Linked DNA regions of Mus musculus: all the other regions are linked to region 1. A link is a contact called in public HiCAR-type and promoter capture Hi-C data. All regions are on one chromosome and are shown on one strand. Each heading gives the region's core, a stretch centred on a gene start, on an enhancer-like site or on the middle of the called end of the contact. The rest is flanking DNA. Distances are from core to core; before and after follow the strand shown.

What was found. Promoter capture Hi-C pulls out the DNA fragments that hold promoters and counts their contacts. HiCAR-type assays count read pairs that join an accessible place to other places.
Region 2: a contact with region 1 is called in a promoter capture Hi-C map of hippocampal neurons, with 2.0 times the contacts expected there. The contact joins the promoter of Sec24d here to the promoter of Tram1l1 in region 1.
Region 3: a HiCAR-type map of astrocytes shows a contact between it and region 1, with 2.6 times the contacts expected there. The contact joins the promoter of Ndst4 here to the promoter of Tram1l1 in region 1. A contact is called at or near these places in 1 of 39 promoter capture datasets (hippocampal neurons) and 2 of 115 datasets of contacts at active chromatin or transcription factors (astrocytes and differentiating embryonic stem cells).
Region 4: a contact with region 1 is called in a promoter capture Hi-C map of hippocampal neurons, with 4 times the contacts expected there. The contact joins the promoter of Usp53 here to the promoter of Tram1l1 in region 1. A contact is called at or near these places in 1 of 39 promoter capture datasets (hippocampal neurons) and 1 of 115 datasets of contacts at active chromatin or transcription factors (astrocytes).

Annotation. Positions count from the first base shown.
Region 1 is chr3:124,319,577-124,322,833 of GRCm38.p6, forward strand. It overlaps Tram1l1 (translocation associated membrane protein 1-like 1), which reads left to right and starts at 1,461. Exons shown (of 1, transcript NM_146140.4): 1 at 1,461-3,257. The coding sequence starts at 1,617. The coding sequence ends at 2,708.
Region 2 is chr3:123,265,835-123,269,102 of GRCm38.p6, forward strand. It overlaps Sec24d (Sec24 related gene family, member D (S. cerevisiae)), which reads left to right and starts at 1,662. Exons shown (of 23, transcript NM_027135.2): 1 at 1,662-1,702.
Region 3 is chr3:125,402,758-125,405,860 of GRCm38.p6, forward strand. It overlaps Ndst4 (N-deacetylase/N-sulfotransferase (heparin glucosaminyl) 4), which reads left to right and starts at 1,334. Exons shown (of 14, transcript NM_022565.2): 1 at 1,334-1,750.
Region 4 is chr3:122,982,757-122,985,965 of GRCm38.p6, forward strand. It overlaps Usp53 (ubiquitin specific peptidase 53), which reads right to left and starts at 1,691. Exons shown (of 16, transcript NM_133857.3): 1 at 1,526-1,691.

The sequences.
Region 1 (3,257 bases), core at 211-2,710:
CCATTGTTAGGAGTCCCACAAAAACCCCAAGCCAAACCACCATAGCAAGTATGGGGATGAGGGAATGCAGATCCATGTATTCCCTGTGATTGGCGCTCATTCTCTCTGAGTCCTTAGGAGCCCAGCTTAGTTGTATGTTTATTTCTAATTCTTTGGAGATTTAAGCTTAACTTGCTCTCACTGTGGAATTGTCATATTCAATAGATGAGCTTGGATAAACAAAGAAAAGTCAGAGTGATGATCTGAAGAAAAATAAAAAGCATTATCCAATGAAGAATCACTTGAAAAATAGAGAATTCTTATTATGAAAAATAATATGTATATTTTCCTTAATTCAAGAACACTCCCCATAACAAACCGTATTTTCCTCTGGAAAATTCAAGATGCCTTCTATTGATACAATCTCCAAGCTAAATAAACAAGGTTCTATTTATACTGCGCTATGCTATGTAGCGAACTGAAGGATGACGATAAATCTCAGCACTCTAACGATAAACGCTTTGTTTCTTTTAAAAGGGCCTGTAGCGTTATTCGTCTGAACTGCATACTTTATACTTTCACCCATCATTCCTCTCCGTAAGGACTTTACACTCATATGACAGATAAAGGACAAGAAATTCATTCTCCCTTATCAGTGATATTTGAAAACTGACATAAAACTTCTGTTGACAAAGCTAATAACATGGCTTTTCTTTAAAGTGAAATTTAACATTTGCTAAAAACGTTACACACAGACAAATGAACCCTGAGATTCATGTCTGTCCGAGTGAAGTCTTGTTTTGTAGCCAAGGACCTGCAAGATCTCTGCTTCCCACTGCCTTGCAGACTTCTAATATAATTAGCTAGCACCTCTACAGCCATTTTTGTTCTAATAGCATTATTTTCTGAAACTGCTTCTTTGCATTGGTGTTGCCAGGTCTGACTGATTTAACATAGAGACAGCACAATACAGCGCTGAGAATACTCTGGTTCCACTCAGGATTTAAATCGTGGCTACTGATATTTATTAGACCTGTGGTGATAATAATGGCAGGCATGGTGTGTCACAAAGAGGTGGGTGGGGAAAAGGAGAGAGAAACAGAGAGACAGAGGCAAAGACAAAAAACACATAGAGGAGACACAGACACTCAGATGAGAGAGAGAGAGAGAGAGAGAGAGAGAGAGAGAGAGAGAGAGAGAGAGAGAGAGAGAGAATGAATTTGATTTCCACAGCATCAGCCCCTTAAGGGAAGGTGAGATTCCTAAGAGATCAGTAGAGAGCACTAGGGAACTCGCTGCTGTGTTGCCATGGTGATGATGGCAATGGCAATGACAGTGGCACCAGATTTCCCAGTTCCTGGGAAGCCCCTCCGGCTCCTGTGGGTGGGCGGCGGCGATCGGTGCAGCAAATCCGCGCTCGCACCCGGGCCTGCGGGGCAGGGGCGCGGCGCTCGATTTCCTTTCCTGCCTCCGCAGCCCCTGTGCGCATGCTCGGCCTACGCGGCCCCAGCCTTTGATTGATCGGTCGGCAGCGGCTGCGACCCTGGGCGTCAGACGGGCGGTGATGGGGAGCCCGGCGCTGGGAGCGGCTCAGTGATCAGCGGTGGAGGCCGGTGACTACTGGTGAGTACCGCGGCATGGGGCTCCGCAAGAAGAACGCCAGGAACCCCCCGGTGTTGAGCCACGAATTCATGGTGCAGAACCACGCGGATATGGTCTCCTGCGTGGGCATGTTCTTCGTGCTGGGGCTTATGTTCGAGGGCACCTCCGAGATGTCGATCGCGTTCCTCACTCTGCAGCATGGAGTCGTTGTCCCAGCGGAAGGGCTGCCCTCCGGGTCCAGGACCCTGTACCATTATGGGGTCAAAGATCTGGCCACAGTGTTCTTCTACATGCTGGTGGCCATCATCATCCACGCCACCATTCAGGAGTACGTGCTAGATAAGCTCAGCAGGAGACTGCAGCTCACCAAAGGCAAACAAAACAAACTGAATGAGGCCGGGCAGCTGAGTGTGTTCTATATAGTGTCCGGGATCTGGGGCATGATCATTCTGGCCTCTGAGAACTGCCTGTCAGACCCTACACTCTTGTGGAAGTCTCAGCCCCACAACATGATGACATTTCAGATGAAATTTTTCTACATTTCACAGTTGGCTTACTGGTTTCATAGCTTTCCGGAGCTTTACTTCCAGAAAGTCAGGAAGCAAGATATCCCGGGTCAGCTCATCTACATTGGCCTCCACCTCTTCCACATTGGAGGGGCCTATCTCTTGTACTTGAACCACTTGGGCCTGCTGCTGCTGATGCTGCACTACGCCGTAGAGCTCCTCTCCAGCGTGTGCAGCCTGCTTTACTTTGGTGATGAGCGGTACCAGAAAGGGTTGTCTCTGTGGCCTATCGTGTTTATATCCGGGAGACTCGTGACATTGATTGTCTCGGTGGTTACAGTAGGGCTTCACCTGGCCGGGACAAATCGGAATGGCAATGCACTCTCTGGTAATGTCAATGTGCTGGCAGCTAAAATCGCTGTTCTGTCCTCGAGTTGCAGTATCCAGGTGTACATAACATGGACCTTGACTACTGTCTGGCTTCAGAGATGGTTAGAAGACGCGAACCTTCATGTTTGTGGAAGGAAGAGACGGTCCAGGGCGAGAAAAGGCACAGAAAATGGAGTGGAGAATCCGAATAGAATAGACTCTCCACCAAAGAAGAAAGAGAAGGCTCCTTAAGCAGCTTCAAGCTAATTGATTCTTACCTCCAAGGGAATCCACTCCTTGCTATGTGGTGTCTCTGTGCTAGAGAGTTTCTGTTTTTCAGAACGGGTCGTGCTTTTTTAAATATTGCTATTGTTATTGTCTAATGTGTTTTTAAGGGTTGGCAGCGGTATGAGTGGTGGTGGGAATTAAGATTAAACCACTCAGCCTCTAAATCCTGTCAGAATAGTTAACAGACCAACATCGTATTTAGTTTAGATTGTTACCTCAACGATTGTCCAAACGTTTCGTGGTGATGACTGCAGAATTGTGTGTATAAATAATAGTTTCCTGCTTCCAGTGTTCTTTATCGCATTAACAAGTCTGGCAGCAAAGTGGTTTTCTCCATGTTCTCTTGCAGGATAAAGTGGAAAATCTGATAAAGGTGGAACTTAAATCAGTATTATGTAATCGTTGGGATTCCTTTTTAAAGTTGTTTTAAATTTACAATGGAAAGTATTTGTCAAACCCCCAAAGTATGTGTTTAATTTTGTAATTAGTGACTGCTAGTGCTATGCCCCCATT
Region 2 (3,268 bases), core at 412-2,911, 1.1 Mb before region 1:
GAAGAGGAAGAGGAGGAGGAGGAGGAGGAGGAAGAAGAAGAAGAAGAAGAAGAAGAAGAAGAAGAAGAAGAAGAAGAAGAAGAAGAAGAAGAAGAAGAAGAAGAAGAAAGTTGCGTGGCCTAGATCACTCACCAGGGTCAGGAATGGGGGCTGTGGCTTGCTTGGGGACCCTCTATGTCTCCCTCTTTGCTTCCTGGCTACTGTGACATGAGCGGCTTTACTGTGTCAGTCCTCCTGCCTGTCACGATGCTTTGCATCTTCAGACACCTATAGCAGTTCAGCAAGATGACTTAGGACTGAAACCTTAGAGACTGAGACAATGCAAATTATTACCCTTTAAATTGGTTTCTTTTTTAGTGATAAACAGTTGACACAGTTGCCTCAAAATTCCTAATACTGTGGGTGATGGTGGCTCATGTCCTTAATCCTAGCACTTGGGAGGCAGAAGCAGGTGGATTGCTGAGTTTGAGGCCAGCCTGGTCTAGAGAGTGAGTTCCAGGACAGCAAAGGCTACAAAGAGAAACCCTGTCTCAAACAACAACAACAACATGTCTTGATAATGATAATTCTAAAAGAAGACCTGGCAGGTCTGAGAGGATCTATATTGAGCATAGATGGATTGAGCTGAGAAGACCCGCCCAGTGTGTGGGACATCATTCCCTGGACTGGCATCCTGGACTGCATAAAAAGAGCCAGACACAAGCACTGATTGCTCTCTGCTTTCCTGACTGTGCCCGCATAGTGATCAGCTGCCTCAAGCTACCGCATCAAGATGGATTACTCCCTTGAACTGTGGACCAAAATAAACATTTTCTCCTTTTAGTTGTGGTTGCCAGAGTATTTTATCACAGCAACAGGAAAAGTTACTCAGGTAGCTTTTGATTAGTCAAGCTTTAGGGAGCTTTTATTTCTGGTTCCTCAGAAGGAGGCACACAGTGAGGGCAAAATCACTAGGCTGCTTTTATTTCATAAAACTTTCATAGATTCCCCAAACTCGCAGCTCGGCTGCGGACTGAACTCATACTTTCTCTCTGATAGTGAGACATTTTTGGAGTGTGGCCTATTGGTCCTGATTTTAGGGCCAAATAGGTGTTTCTCAACTGTTTCTGTCCAAAGGTGAGCTAAAAGTTATCTACCTTTGACACAGGCCAGTTCCTGTTTGTGGGTGGGGCACACCCAGTTAAGTGGGCAAGCCCACGGAGGTCCTGCAACCCTTTGCTTCCTTGAGGACACCTCAGCTGAGCGTCTCGTTTCACACAGAACCAGGCTGTCGTGGGCCTTCCTTCCTTCTGTGGTTGTGCTGGAAGACGTCATCAAATTGTCTGTCCACGCGCCAGATTCCTCTGGCCACTGAGCACTCCCCGACACGCGTCGCTTCCAGTAAGGCGAGCGCAGCGCAGCGATTCAGTGCCACCTGTTGAACCCAGAGCGCGCCCTCCTCACCCCACCCAAGTCCCCTGCCACCGGCTCCGGAGGATCTTTGACAAATTGGAGGAGGCGGGGCCTCGCGAAGGAAAAGCTTAGAGGAAAAGACCCGGAAAGAGGCGCGAGACCGCAGTGGGAGGTGCGGCCCCGCCCCCGCCAGGGCGCGCCGCGGGAGCGAGCGGGTCCAGCACGCGCGCGCGCCCGGGCGCCTGACGTGGCACTAGCAACCCAGAGCGACTCGGCGGCGGCGGCGCGGGGCGCGGAGCGTGCAGAGCAGGTACGGCAGACGCGGGGCGCAGGGCGCAGGGAGGAGGGTGGGGAGGAAGGGGAGCCACAGGTACAGCAGGTTCGGGCTGAGGGTGCGGAGCGTCCACACGCGGCTGCACCGCGACTCCCCATCAACTTGGCTCTCTGGTTCCCGGAGGAGGAGAGGGCTGGAAATATTCCGAGGGAAAATGGCAACTACAGTGTTCAGCTCCGGGACATCATTAGAGGGAAACGCGAACTTGTCCCGGGTGACAGTGGAAGGGGAAGGGTGTCTTTGTAGAATCCGAGCGCTCGGGGTTTGGATTCGAGGCCGGTTTGTGCCAAGTGGCTCTCTGCCATGTCGCCGCTTGCAGCTGAGTCAGGTTTCTGCAACTTGGTGTACTGGGTGAGGAAGTTTGACGTGGCAGAGAAGGGTGAGGAAGCGAATTCCTCCCAGGACCAGGGAAGAGGGCTGGGCGGCTTCCAGTCCCCTGCTGTGAGCATCGCTGTCCCGCTCCCCTTCCGCAGCTGCTGCGTGGGTGCGCCGGTGCGGTCTTCTGAAGGCTCTGGGCTGCACGGGGCCAAGCGACTGCCACGTCTCTCTAGGCGCAGTGGGAGGAGGGAAAGTGTTGTCAGGAACACAGTGAACTAGAGACCTTTGTCTGCCTTTCTGTCCTCCGTTAGCAAGACAGTGACCTCATCATACTCATGGTTGCTACTCGGAAGCTGAAGGTTTAATATGAAAACAAAGCTAAATCATGGATGTTAGTCTTCACGTTTGAAATTTGCATGCCATTTCCAGAATAAAGAGATCCCACGTCTTACTTAGAAGGTATTACTAATCTTTACCTTAAACCACTACCTTAAACCGCAGCAACGAGAAAGAAAGGAGAGGTACCCAAATGCTTGATGGAGAAACTGGAAAGAAACTAGAGAATCAGGGTTTCACAACTAATATGGCTTTTGGACACTTCATTTTCTAAAACAGAAAACTGAGGCCCAAAGAACCTCTTCAGTTTACTGTGTCACAAAGCTTTGCATGGGCAGATAGGAAACAAATCATAATTCTTTTGCCAGGCTTCAGAGCACCTCCTGTCTTGTAACAAATGTTTTTTTGAAAGCCAGACATGGTGGCACACACCTTTAATCCCAGCATTGGGGAGTCAGAGGCAGGCAGATCTCTTTGAGTTCGAGGCTAGCCTGGTCTACAGAGTAAGTTCAGGACAGCAAGGACTACAAGGGAAACCTTGTCTCTGCAGAAACCAACCAACCAAATAAACAAAAGTATCTTTTAAAAACCTCTCTAGGAGATATCTGTTTTAGCAAAACATGGAAACATAAAGTGTAAAGCTAATTGGCATTTGGGCTCTGAATAGAGTCAAGATGGGACTGTTATATTTGTGATTGTTTATGACTACCCACATATGAAAGGCTTTTTTTTTAGCTCCTTAAATATAGGTGCCTATGTTCTTAGAGGTGTGACGTCATCTAAGTTAGAGAGAAGCCCTAGCATCTTGGACGGAGATGGTTGGAGCTGCCACTGGCTTGTCCCATTATGACTCACAAAGACTATCATCATGTCTATCTCAGGTTATAT
Region 3 (3,103 bases), core at 84-2,583, 1.1 Mb after region 1:
CTTAAAATGCTAAATAAATAATGAAATTAAAAAACAAACAAGCAAAACAACAAAAAAGCAAAACTATGGTGGGATCTGGTATGGTAACAGAGGCTATACTAGAAACTGAAGGGCTCTGGGTTCAATTCCCAGCACCATAACCAGACAGGTAAAACTATAAAAGATAGAAATTTTCAATTAGCATTTAAAATGCATTTTAATCAACACTGAACCATGGCATGGTATTTTCCTCATAATATTATATTATTGATAAAAAGATACGTCTGCAGTATGCTTATCTCTCTCAATTGTAATGGGCATCACTAAGTCAACATGTCTTGACCTTCAAATGCTTCTTTGCCATCCGGGTAAGAAGTTGCTGAATGCTGCTTGAAGATTTTATAAACATAAACTTTTTCTCAACTCACTGTGCATGAGAATTTAGGCAATTTGCAGACAAATGTTATGCAGACGTTAACACCAATAATACTGGATACAGACATCATAAAGCCAAGCTTTAATGGCTTCTCCACTACTTCCACCCCCCTCTCTAGTCACGGGATTTTACTGAAATTGTCCGAATATTACATGTATTGCTTATAACTGAAGACACACACACCAGATTAGAGAGTATTCTGCAGCTCTATTCTGTCTTGAAACAAGTTTTCATTTTTTTTCTTGTATATTTATATTTAAATATATATATGAATATATATATATATAATTTTTAAATTTGAGAAATAGAAATGTAGTTTCCCATAGGAATCAAATTTTACCTCTGTTAATTAACATTATATAGTTTTACATATTTATCTGTCCTTACTGATAACACATGTTTATGCTATTATAAGTATCAGGATTTGGTAGCTCACAGACAGTTCTCCAAGTTTTCTATTGCTCATTGCTGGCTTTTGTTCTGTTTGAAATTAGACTCTTTGGCTGGCACATATTCACAACAGAAAGCCCCATCACGAACTTTTATTAACCCACTTGATACAGTGACATAGCTGCAAAGTGAAATCTTATTCTCGGATTATGTAGGAAATATTCAAACTGTCCAGTGAACGATTATCCAAATCCTCAAGGGGCACCTAATCAATCAATCAGTGTTGTGTGAGAGGAAGGCTGCCGGCTGCTGAATTAGCTTCTGCTGGAATGTGTTCATGTGTAACATCCCACTGCCTGGATGACATCACAACAGCTTCAGGTCCTTGAAAGTCTTGAGGATGATTAGCTGAAGGAATTGGCTGTTTCTGCCAATCATAACCCGGCAGAGCTGCCTTCATAGTTCTGGAGATGTGAGAGAAAAAGGGAGGGAGGGAGAGAGGGAGGGAGGGAGGGAAAGACCGACTCCAGCTAAGCAAGAGGCACAGCAGCAGTGGCAGAAGCAGACAGGAGCAGCTGGTATTCCGGTGATTAAATAGTTCTCATAGCCTTTTTGCTGTACCCGGTCTGCTCCCTGGGGTAAGGCTCGTGTCCGAGAAGGAAGCTGCATTTTAACGGTGTGCTGAACAGAGGTCTGAATCATTCCAGCTGGCTGCTTGTTTTGAAAAGGACAATGTGTGTATAAATAAAAAGACTGCTGGAAGGGTCCAGACACCGGCACCGGAGCTGAGGAGTGCTCTCAGAATCCTGTTGAGGCAGATGGCACGAACTGAAAGCTCCGCTAATTAACGTGGAGCCAAGTAAACCTGAATTCTGGATATCTCATTTTCTAACTTCGGATAAATTCAAGTTAGCAAAAGAAAAAAAAATTGAAATGCTTCTCTAGGTAAGTTACTGCCCTAATTTGTTGAAATTGACAATGACGGGGTATGTGTGGCTTAGCTTCATAAACAAGTTAAACGCACTAAAGTTTTATTTGTGAAAGATTTATGTAGAAGCAGATACTTTTAGAGCCAAATTCAATCTCCCTTTCTGGCGTGTGTATACATACCTGTCAGTATGTAGAAGTTATATTTGCATTGTATATAGAATGTATTGCCCTGCTGTAAAAAGGGAACTGAACAGCAGATTAATTTTAAACAGTTACTCTGACATTTGCACCAAAACACCTCCCTGGATAACAGGTTTGTCCTGTTTCTACTGGACCTACTAATTTTGCAAACTCAGCCTTCAGTCATAACTGTGGCTGGTGTTTAAATGTTTCCTAAGAAGTATTACTTAGAATGTGGCATGCAAATTGCCCAAGATGAGAACTCTTCTCCTTGGGACATAAGATTTATAGGTGTTCTCTGTTTTGATGGAATTTTGAGAGAAACAGCTGGCACACACATTTGAAACTGAACGACACTGGCATATGCTGTTTATCAGGAAATAGATGCTATCCCCTAGCTCATATTAGAAATGAAAACATCTCAGGGTAATATATGTCATATTCATATCCTAGATTGTGAGCAGGACACCGACACCTCAGTGCCGTATTCACACACACACACGCACACACATATACACACACACACTTCCAAAGCCCCCTACACAAAACACATTGGAAAATGCGAGATGTTTAAAGGTGGTCTTAGTGTTTCTAATACTTATATCAGAAGAAATCAAAGTTTAAAAATATTAAAAATTGATTTCCTTTTAACTTGTCCTAATTTACAAATTGATATACTTTTTCAGAAGCAGTGTGTTGTTTATTTTGGTAGACTGTGTTCTGCTCCTCAATTAACTTTGAGAAAGTGTAATGAGTTTATCCTTTCTGTCAGACGCTCCTTTTCCTGCCTTCACAGCGTCTGTTCTAGGAGTTTTCATTTACATGGAGGCAGAACTTTTCAATGTTAAGCTGAAGCAAGATATTAATACATTTCTGTCATTCAGGCTTAGTTATCCACTTTCTTGTCAGTTTCATAGTTAAAATCCTGTATATTTTGGAATAAGAAGAAGCTGGTGAAGACAGAAGTTACTAAAATTACTTTAATTTCACTAAAACTAAGAGACAATGAGTTTCTCCAAATGATTTTAATGAGTTGTTATTTTTCCGGATCACAACTATTTTAATTTGTTTTACTGGAATTGGGCCAATTAGCTATAAGCAGAAACTTAGGTAGTGATGGATAATTTGTTTTGTTTGTTTCAATAAAGTTTAAGTCAGGAACATAAGACCCCTGACCAGAAGGATCTC
Region 4 (3,209 bases), core at 441-2,940, 1.3 Mb before region 1:
AGTCCTTGATTCATTCCTTCTACAACTACAGACTTCCAACATAATGGAGCTGGTGTCTAATGAAGTTAGCATCTAAAAGTGCACATCACCCCTTAAAATAGATCAGATTTCTTGTCATTTTTAAACTTTATTCTGTTAAAACAAACTTCTAAGCCACTGTACACCAAAACTGCATTTTTCGACACTACATAGTGAAAATAAACTTCTGAAATTAAACAATATAAGAAATATTTTGAATCAGAGCACATAGTGAAACTGTAAGGGCATTGTGTGTGTGTGTGGGGGGGGGTGCTTTCTTACTAAAGGGCAAGAATAAGTAGAAAATGTGTCCTACCACTAAAATGGCACTTTTATTTAAAAAAAAAAAGTGACGCCTTTAAAGTAATAAACTGTTAGTGCCACGTATCATGAGTTCGATAGACAACTTTATAAATAAAAAAAAAAATCCTAAGGAAAAGGCTTGTTTGGAGGGTCTCTTGTTTTTTATCCTTTGGGAAAAATACTTAATACATTGATTCGATTTACAAACTAAACAAATCACTTCTGTAAGTTTATAGCAAGTTGTCCAAAGGAGCTCACTTTAAAAGTCTCTAAAAGATAAGTCAAAAACCTTATTTTCCATACAACTCTTGCCCGCAGAAAATCTATTAGGAATTCTTCTGACAATAGCAGATAAATCACACATTACTTTTGAAGACCCTTTCTTCACTATTTTTTTTTTCCTTTTTTCTTTAACAGAATAGGATGAGGGATCTCTGCCTCGACCATCATCGACACAGAATTGAAAACAACAGAAAATAAAACTGACAAGTTATCAATGTCACCAATCCATTCTATCATAACTTCGTGTCAGCACTGGCTCCACCTTTTAAAGGTGAAAATCAGCGTGCCTGGTCTTAAACAAGCTCCAGGGCTCACCACAGAGAACTTAGGTTTACTGCCCATGTACCTCAAAAGTAGCCTTGAAAATATATTTGGAGGAAAGAATATGTTTCCAGCTATGGAAGACCGCAAGCAGATAAGGACGTGCAGTACGTTTTTGCAAGCATTTATCGGGATCTGCACGGAGAAAACAAACCCCAGGAGAATAACAAAACCTCAAAACAGGCTCAGATTGCAGGGCTTCACATCCTCCCGGTTACACCTGCGCAGGCACTTCCTGTTCCCCCGCGCCGCCGGCGAGTAGTTTGGTAATTGTACCGTAAACCGCCGTTTAGAAGCTAAACATTAACTCCGTCCGTCTGTCCAGCTACTGAGAAACCAACCAAGCCAAGATTCTATCACATCCAATCCAGTCTGCTCCGCCAAGGAGGAACGCCAATCACGCTGGAGCCCTGGTGAAGGCTCAGTGCTCCGGCAGCTGTGGGGCTGCACCGGGAACCGCAGGAGCCTGGCCAGCGCATCCCGACCCGGCCCAATCCCGCCCTCAGCCTGCGGCCACCCGGGTTAGCGCGCCCGAGCGGGGCCAGGCCGTGGGGACCGAGAGTCCTCCGCCCTCTGCCCAGCGGGGGCTCCCGCGACTCACCCCAAGCTCTACCTCCCGGCGCCGTAGCCCTTCCAGTCCCACTGGCCCGGCTCCGCCTCGCGCCGACACCCACAACGTCGTGACAGGCAAAGCGACACGCACAGGGACAGACGGCCACACCGCCGCTTTCAGCCGCCAGACCCGCGCAGAGCATGCGCGCACGCCCAAGACCCAGGGGCCGGTCTGGGCAGTGACACCTGCGATCAACAGGTCTCTGGACCCCGCCTTCCCCCGCGTCAGGACGCCCCGCCCCCTTGCGCCGGGCCCGCCTCCTCGTCTCGCCCCGCCCCGCCCCGCCCCCGCACGTGAGTTCCCGGCTTTCCCGCGGGTGATGCTCCCTTTCCGAGGGCTTGTGTGAGGCGCGAGATCCCGCGAGAGCAGGGCTCGGGCTTCTGCCCCGACGCGGGGGTGGCGCGCGGGGCGGGCTGTGAGACGGGACGTGGCGGATCGGCGAGCGGCTGCGTGGTGGGCTGGGGACTGCGGCGGATTTCCACGGCAGACGCGGGCGTCCCGCCGTCGTCCGCCTTGGTTGGCGGCTTTGCAGCCTGAGTGCGGATGCGCGGGGATCTGAGCCGGGGTTCTGTGGGTTTCAGCCATTGCTGGGTCGGCACCCCGGCGGTCCCCTTAGGGAGTCGGTACGGTCTGTTTGCAGTTGAATGGTGTCCTTTGGCGCGAATGTATTTTCCCTAAGTGGGGCTTTCGTGACCACTAATAAAACGAACGTCTTCATAACCGCGCTGACCCAGTTAGTATTTGTCAGAAATTTTGGCAGCATCCTCTCCGCGATGTGGAGCAGGTTTTGAGTTGCAAGCTGCTGCTGCTGCGAACCAGACTAGCCTTTGTCTGGGAAACTTTTATTTGGGATGATAATTAAAAGGAAAAACAAAACAAAGGGGGGAAAAAAAAACCTGGCTGATGATTAAGATGACTCAAAAAGGTAGATGTAGGTTTGGAAGACATTTCCAAAGCTGGCGTGAGTCATAAAAGTTGACTTAGATAAACTCAAAGGGGACTCCAGTTTACCTGAAGAAATCGCATGAGGGAGACCCTGCAGGTTGGTGGGTGACATGCAGTGAGGTTATTGTGTTTGACCCGGGATCAGTGAGAATTTATTATGTACCACATAAAAGAAGTAACATGAAGCCATAGACGCCGTCCTCAACATTAACATTAAAACCTCGACGGGAAGGAGCCGGAGAAACCAGCTCTTAGAAATGTAAAGAATTGGCACCATACTGTTTCCTCTCGGGTGCACTCTGTTTTGAGGTGTTGTTTAATATATCTTCTGTCACCTCTTTCCCCTTCAGCTATATTGTGTATTCTCGGATGTATTTTACATGAGTGCCTTAAATATGTCTTAAAAATAGACCAAGGAACAAGCAGTCCAGGTTTAGTTATGTTAATGTCCTACTCTTGACGTAACAAGATCTGAACGCCTTGTTCCCCCAGGAAAAAAAAAAAATGGTAGTTAGGAAGGTCACAGTGTGGTTGTATTAACTCAGAATTACTGTTCCTCGATGTGAGGTGAATGTTGGGGGTTAGATTCAAACAGTCCCTGGGTGAGCAGACCTAAATTATGAAGGAACCATCTTCACCACATTGGTTAAGGGTTCCTACAAGGGAGTAGCTTTGGTGTGTCAGAGAATACACTAGATCATCTAGGTGAAGCCCAGCACTTCCTAGT